2 separate regions of the Mus musculus genome follow, and region 1 is linked to region 2. A link is a contact called in public Hi-C data. All regions are on one chromosome and are shown on one strand. Each heading gives the region's core, a stretch centred on a gene start, on an enhancer-like site or on the middle of the called end of the contact. The rest is flanking DNA. Distances are from core to core; before and after follow the strand shown. Region 1 overlaps Calcrl (calcitonin receptor-like). Region 2 has its middle 78 kb from the start of Zswim2.

The links. A called contact is a pair of places that touch in the nucleus more often than the background predicts.
Region 1: a contact with region 2 is called in a Hi-C map of bone marrow-derived macrophages, with 14 read pairs. The contact joins two enhancer-like sites. A contact is called at or near these places in 1 of 484 Hi-C or Micro-C datasets (bone marrow-derived macrophages) and 1 of 115 datasets of contacts at active chromatin or transcription factors (embryonic stem cells).

Annotation. Positions count from the first base shown.
Region 1 is chr2:84,403,765-84,406,788 of GRCm38.p6, reverse strand. All of the region lies in intron 2 of Calcrl (calcitonin receptor-like), which reads left to right. Among named protein-coding and RNA genes, the nearest start is that of Calcrl, 20 kb to the left of the region's middle. Within about 2 kb of position 1,773, at least 6 of the 459 cell types and tissues checked have an H3K27ac peak or open chromatin away from gene starts, as enhancers often do. A contact at or near this core is called in bone marrow-derived macrophages, where this site is marked.
Region 2 is chr2:84,017,210-84,020,313 of GRCm38.p6, reverse strand. No RefSeq gene overlaps it. Among named protein-coding and RNA genes, the nearest start is that of Zswim2, 78 kb to the right of the region's middle. Within about 2 kb of position 1,818, at least 36 of the 459 cell types and tissues checked have an H3K27ac peak or open chromatin away from gene starts, as enhancers often do. A contact at or near this core is called in bone marrow-derived macrophages, where this site is marked.

The DNA of each region.
Region 1 (3,024 bases), core at 524-3,023, 390 kb before region 2:
TACATATGCAGCTAGAGACACGAGCTCTGGGGGGTACTGATTAGTTCATATTGTTGTTCCACCTATAATGTTGCAGACCCCTTCAGCTCCTTGGGTACTTTCTCTAGCTCCTCCATTGGGGGGCCCTGTATTCCATCTTATAGATGACTGTGAGCATCCACTTCTGTATTTGCCCGGCACTGGCAAAGCCTCACAGGAGACAGCTATATCAGGGGTCCCTTCAGCAAAATCTTGCTGGGGTATGCAATAGTGTTTGTGTTTGGTGGCTGATTATGGGATGGATCCCCGGGTGGGGCAGTCTCTGGATGGTCCATCCTTTTGTCTTAGATCCAAATGTTGTCTCTGCAACTCCTTCCATGGATATTTTATACCGTATTCTAGGGAGAAATGAAGTATCCACGCGTTGGTCTTCCTTCTTCGTGATTTTCTTGTGTTTTGGAGATTGTATCTTGGGTATTGTAGCTTTCTGGGCTAATATCCACTTATCAGTGAGTGCATATCAAGTGACTTGTTTTGTGATTGGGTTACCTCACTCAGGATGATATCCTCCAGATACATCCATTTGCCCAAGAATTTCATAAATTCATTGTTTTTAATAGCTGAGTAGCACTCCATTGTGTAAATGTACCACATTTTCTGTATCCATTCTTCTGTTGAGGGACATTTGTGTTTTTTCCAGCTTCTGGCTATTATAAATAGAGCTGCTATGAACATAGTGGAGAATGTGTCCTTATCACATGTTCGAACATCTTCTGGGTATATGCTCAGGAGAGGTATTGCTGGATCTAGTGGTAGTACTATGTCCAGTTTTCTGAGGAACCGCCAGACTGATTTCCAGAGTGGTTGTATCAGCTTGCAATCCCACCAGCAATGGAGGAGTGTTCCTCTTTCTCCACATCCTCACCAGCATCTGCTGTCATGTGAATTTTTTGATCCTAGCCATTCTGACTGGTGTGAGGTGGAATCTCAGGGTTGTTTTGATTTGCATTTCTCTGATGATTAAGGATATTGTACATTTTTTCAAGTGCTTCTCAGCGGATTCTTATTTTTCTCAACCACATAATCACTGTTAGATCATGTCTGTGAATGGGGTGAGATAAAAGTTTCTTATAATTAGAATACACAGGGCACCTTAATTATAAATAAAAGAACAGTCATATGAGCTGCGTCACTATTTTGCAGTATTCCAGATACCATTTTTAGGAATCCTTAGAAAACACTGAATTTTATTCTGTCAAAGAACAGCAAGCTTCATAGGTTTTGGTGCATCCAAAAAGACAGATGTGTCAGTCATTGTAGTGCTATGGCAAATAAAATAACTAAGCATCTATTTGCTGCACCTGACAGTCCCCATAATATTTAATTAGATCTTCTTACACTAACTTACTTTTGGTAAAGCTGAAGGTTTTTTTTTAATAATTCAAAAATGATTTTCCTATGAAGGTATAATAATTGTACTGAAAGTAAAATTGTGTTATCTTATTAAAGTTTTGTGAGATGGTTCCTTTCTCTCTCTCTCTCTCTCTCTCTCTCTCTCTCTCTCTCTCTCTCTCTCTCTCTTTCTTCCTCTCTTTCTCTCTTTCTCTCTCTCTCTCTCTCTCTTTCTCTTTCTTTCTTATTTCTGAGCTGTGCATTTCTTAATAAAGAATTCCCAACTAGGTCCCAAAATAGAGCATGTGTAATTGTCCTTTGTCCCATTGCCTGTCTTTGGGAACTCATGAGTGCTCTGTCCCTTAATGTGTCAGCTTCCTCTACACCCTGCATTTCAGATGACTCAGTGTTCCTCACAGCAAGGTCTGAGTGCACCGAAAGCCAACATGTATGTGACAGCTAGCTGCCTTTGTCTTCCTGATATTCCCAATGTGATGTGACGCCAAATCACGTCTTATAATCTTGCTTCATAATGATAGCAGGGAAGAACCTGTAAGAGGAGATTTTTTTTTAATAGAAAATAACTGGGTTTGGCTTCCCAATGTGTGTATCATAATTTGGCATCAGGGAAGATTATACAATATTTTAGAATATCACTCCAATGTGAAAATTGTAGCATGTATTTAGTAGTTTTGAAGAAATGGAATGAGAGGTACAAATTTAAACTGCTGTCTCTTCAGTTGCTTCATCCCATATGACTTATTGAGCATGGTAGTGTGTGTGTAATGCTAAATGTGCCTTTCTAATTATTTTTATTTTAACAATTAACTTTAAAGTGCAAATTAATTTAAAATCCAGCAACTAATAGGTTCAAAATATCATCACCATGGCGATGAAACATGTAACTAAAAGTAGGAATTGACTTCCATTCATCAGTTTGAATCAATGATGGTTTTGTTTTGGTCTAATAAAATAGCCCAAAGCTGAGACCAAGGAGACATGATGCCTGGTTTTAGCTCAGTGCCACTGTCGTGGAACATATTGTAATTCACTAACTCCCTTGGCTCCTATATTCTAAGTCTGAAGTCTGTAAAGCAAGCAGATGACACTGCAAGATTTTCAAGTCCTCCTCAGTTCTGAGAATCTGGCATATCTGTTAAAATCCTTTGTCCTAAAGATGAGCTGAAAACCCATCAGCATATGCATTTCTTTCTAACTAATAACAACATGGTCACACTTCTGGTCTTCTAGCTCCAAGCATTTTGGAATGGTTAATTTACACAATCACTTGGCACACTCCAAAACCTGACTAATGAGAGATAGAAGGGGACAAAGAGCAACCTCTCTGACTACATTATACTTTGAAAGGGACCTAATAATAGCTATCACTGATGTTTAATAATCTTGCTCAAAGGTCTTTTGACACAAAATGGTAAAAATATCAATGATAATGCATTTCTAAATATTTTCTAGGAATATTTCACGTTTAAATCTTTACCTAATTTGAATTGAATCTAAGATATTTTCCCACAAATTTAAGATTCATGTTTCACACACCTTTACTAGTTTATCCTGATCATATTGCCTAAAAATTCTGTTCAGTAATTATTACAAAATTATAGTAACCAAGTTGTTTGGATTTTAGCTTCCATT
Region 2 (3,104 bases), core at 569-3,068:
GCAGAATATTCTCCTAGCACAGCTCTGCCAGCCCTTAACCTGTGGACACTTTTCCTGTATTTGTGCTCAGCTGAACACAGTCAGCCACAGCTTCCTGTGTGGTGGTGATAACACATGCCAGGTTTTGTTGCTGGCTGCTAGAGTGAAGGGGAAGACAGTGCCCTTTGACCTGAGAGAAGTACAATAAAGCTTATCAGATCCTCGCCAGACATCATTAAAGGAAGTGAGTTGAGGAGGCCACCTCGGTAGGAAGCATATATTTTAGAAAGCTGTCACTGCTAATCTTCTGTGTTGTGGCATGAGACAATTGTTTCTGCAAATATCAGTCCTTCCAGACAATGACACTCTTCTAAAGGTACAGTGCAGTAGGCAGTAAGAAAAGCATACCAGGCCGTAAATTACTCTCACCAGAACAATATTCTCATGATAATTATTGGAAAACTAAGTCTGAACTCCATTAAGTAAAAAGAACAGTGACTAATGCAAAATTTTATAAACTTTAAAACAGTAGGGTCCAGTGTGCGTATGCGTGTGCGTGTAAGGGTATTTTTCCTGTATGCATGTCTGTATACCACATGTGTGCCTGGTGCCACTGGAGGTCAGAAGAGGGGACTGGCTCCCCTGGAGGAATAGATAATTTTGAGCAGCTTTATTGGTGCTGGGACTCTTCCTCTGAAAGAGCAAGAAGCTCTCTTAACTGCTGAACCATCTCTCCAGCCTTCTACTTAATTTCTAACCGCCGTTACCTTAGACAGTTTCAATCTAGTCCTACAGACTTTCAGCTTATTAAGAGAACTCCAGAATGTTTGTCTCTGTATAAAACAACTCAATCTTTGAAATGTTGACAATAAGTTCAAAATTTGTTATTTACAAACATTGAACTAGACATACAAAACAAGACTGCTGATTTTCGTTCTAGGAGCACTGTTATGCACCAGCCAGGCTAGGACAATTCCAGCAGCAATATACAACTCTCCAGTATCACATGGAGTTTGTGTTGGGAGGTAAGTTGTGTCTTCCTTTTTAAGAAGTTTTTTTATTTTCTAATATTATAGGAAAAAAATAGGATAAATAATTCCCGAAGTTCCTTGTACCCGAACTGATTCCAAGTGACATACAGAGCTCTGGACACAGGTCTGCACCTTAGGAAATAACTAAGTGCTTCTGAGGCTTGCTGACTTCTAATTGTACTCATTAAATGAGTCAAAAATATAAGAATTTGGATAGAAAATCATAACCATAAAGGGATTAATATTTGTTAAATGTATATAGAATCATGTGTCTTTCAATTCCAAAGTATAGTAGAGTATATAAGATTTCCATTAAAAAAATAAGCATTAGGATGACATCAGCAAGATAAGAATAGTAAGAATTTCTCATACCTGCTCTTTTATAGTAACGTCAAATCTCCAGTTGCATAAATGGGAAATCTGGAAACCAGTTAAGAGATTCCTATATTCCAAGCAAGTATGAGCTGGCTGCATCAAAGACAGCAAGGCACTCTGGACCCTCATCACAGTCCTTTCTGACTGACCTACATGACCAGGAGGGAGCTCTCAGCTTCTCACTTCTCTCTAGAGAGTTGGGGGAAGAGGGTGAGACTAGATTTCACATTGTGACTTCCTGAGAGGCCCTCTGAGGTTCTAGTTTATACCACTGCCTCAGGAACCAGAGTTGGCAATAGGACCCAACATATTTGAGATGCACGGAGAGAGCTGGGCAGCATGCTGCTGCCTCCAAGGAACCCACAGAAGGGCAGACAAGGTCTGTGTGATTAGGTAGCCACTCCCCCAGCAGCTAAGACAAGAGTAAAGCATGTGTCATGTTGCTTTTTCTGGACAGCATCCAAATGACTGATTCCTGTCTTAGCTACATAAGAACATGGTTGAAACGGAACAGATTCCAATGAGACATGCTGCAACTTCAGAGGATCCAGCAAATAGAGACCAAATTAACTCAAAGCCATTCCCTCGTGAGGGCAAGAAAAGAGTGGGAAATCTGTTCCAAATTTATGGTAGACTCGCAGAGGAGCTGGTCTGTCTCTCCACCTGGGCAAATAGGCAGGTCCTTGAATGACCAGGATGCTTAGAGCTCACAGAACTCAAAGGACAGGAGTTGATATACAACTGTCCTCAAAGATCCAGACAGACAGTGGCCTACAGACTTTGGTGGCAGAGGAAATGTGTTCTAGCTTTGGGACAATATCCATGAAAGACTGATTCCTATCAGGCTCTACTAGCTATAAGATGCTAGTAAGACCACAGAATGTTCCAGAAGCCTGAAAGCAGCTAAGAACAACAGAGTTGGATGCATACGGCTTCTTGAGGGGACCTGTGGTATAGCAAACCAATAAAAGAGAGGAACTCATTGAGAACGTCTAAGAAAAACAGGAAGATATCTCTAGTGAGCAATATACATGGACAACTTCTGAGAAAGACACAAATGTTCAAAATCTCTAGCCAATCTAAAGGCCTAGGGTCTTTCTGCATATAAAACCCACCTATAAAAAACAGTAAAAGTTGTTTTGTTTTCAAATGAATAGATGTCAACATTAAAGTTACAAGGAGCATAAATAAAAAGAGTAAAGGGATGGGGGGGGGGGTGCTGGAGAGATGGCTCAGCAGTTAAGGGCACTGACTGCTCTTCCAGAAGATCCAGATTCAAATCCCAGCCCTCACATGACAGCTCACATGTGTCTGTAACTCCAAGATCTGAACCTCCCACACAGACATATATAAGGCAAGACAACAATGCACATAAAATAAAAGTAAATAAACTTAAAGAAAAAGAGGGTTAAATGGTCAACCAAAAATATAAAATATTAAAAATATTCAGAAACCCACTATTAAAAAATTTAAGAATTTTAATGAGCTGTTAAACAATTAAAAATAAGAATGCTCAGTGAAGACTGATGACATAGCTTAGCAGGAAAAAGTACGTGTCACACAAGCCTACCTATCTGAGTTGGTTTGCCTGAATCTATGACAGAAGAGAAACTACTCCCGAAAATTATTCTCTAACCTTCACACATGCAATGTGACAGTTGAGTACACACACATCATGCACACAGGACAATAATAAATAAATTGTTTTCAATGAGATGA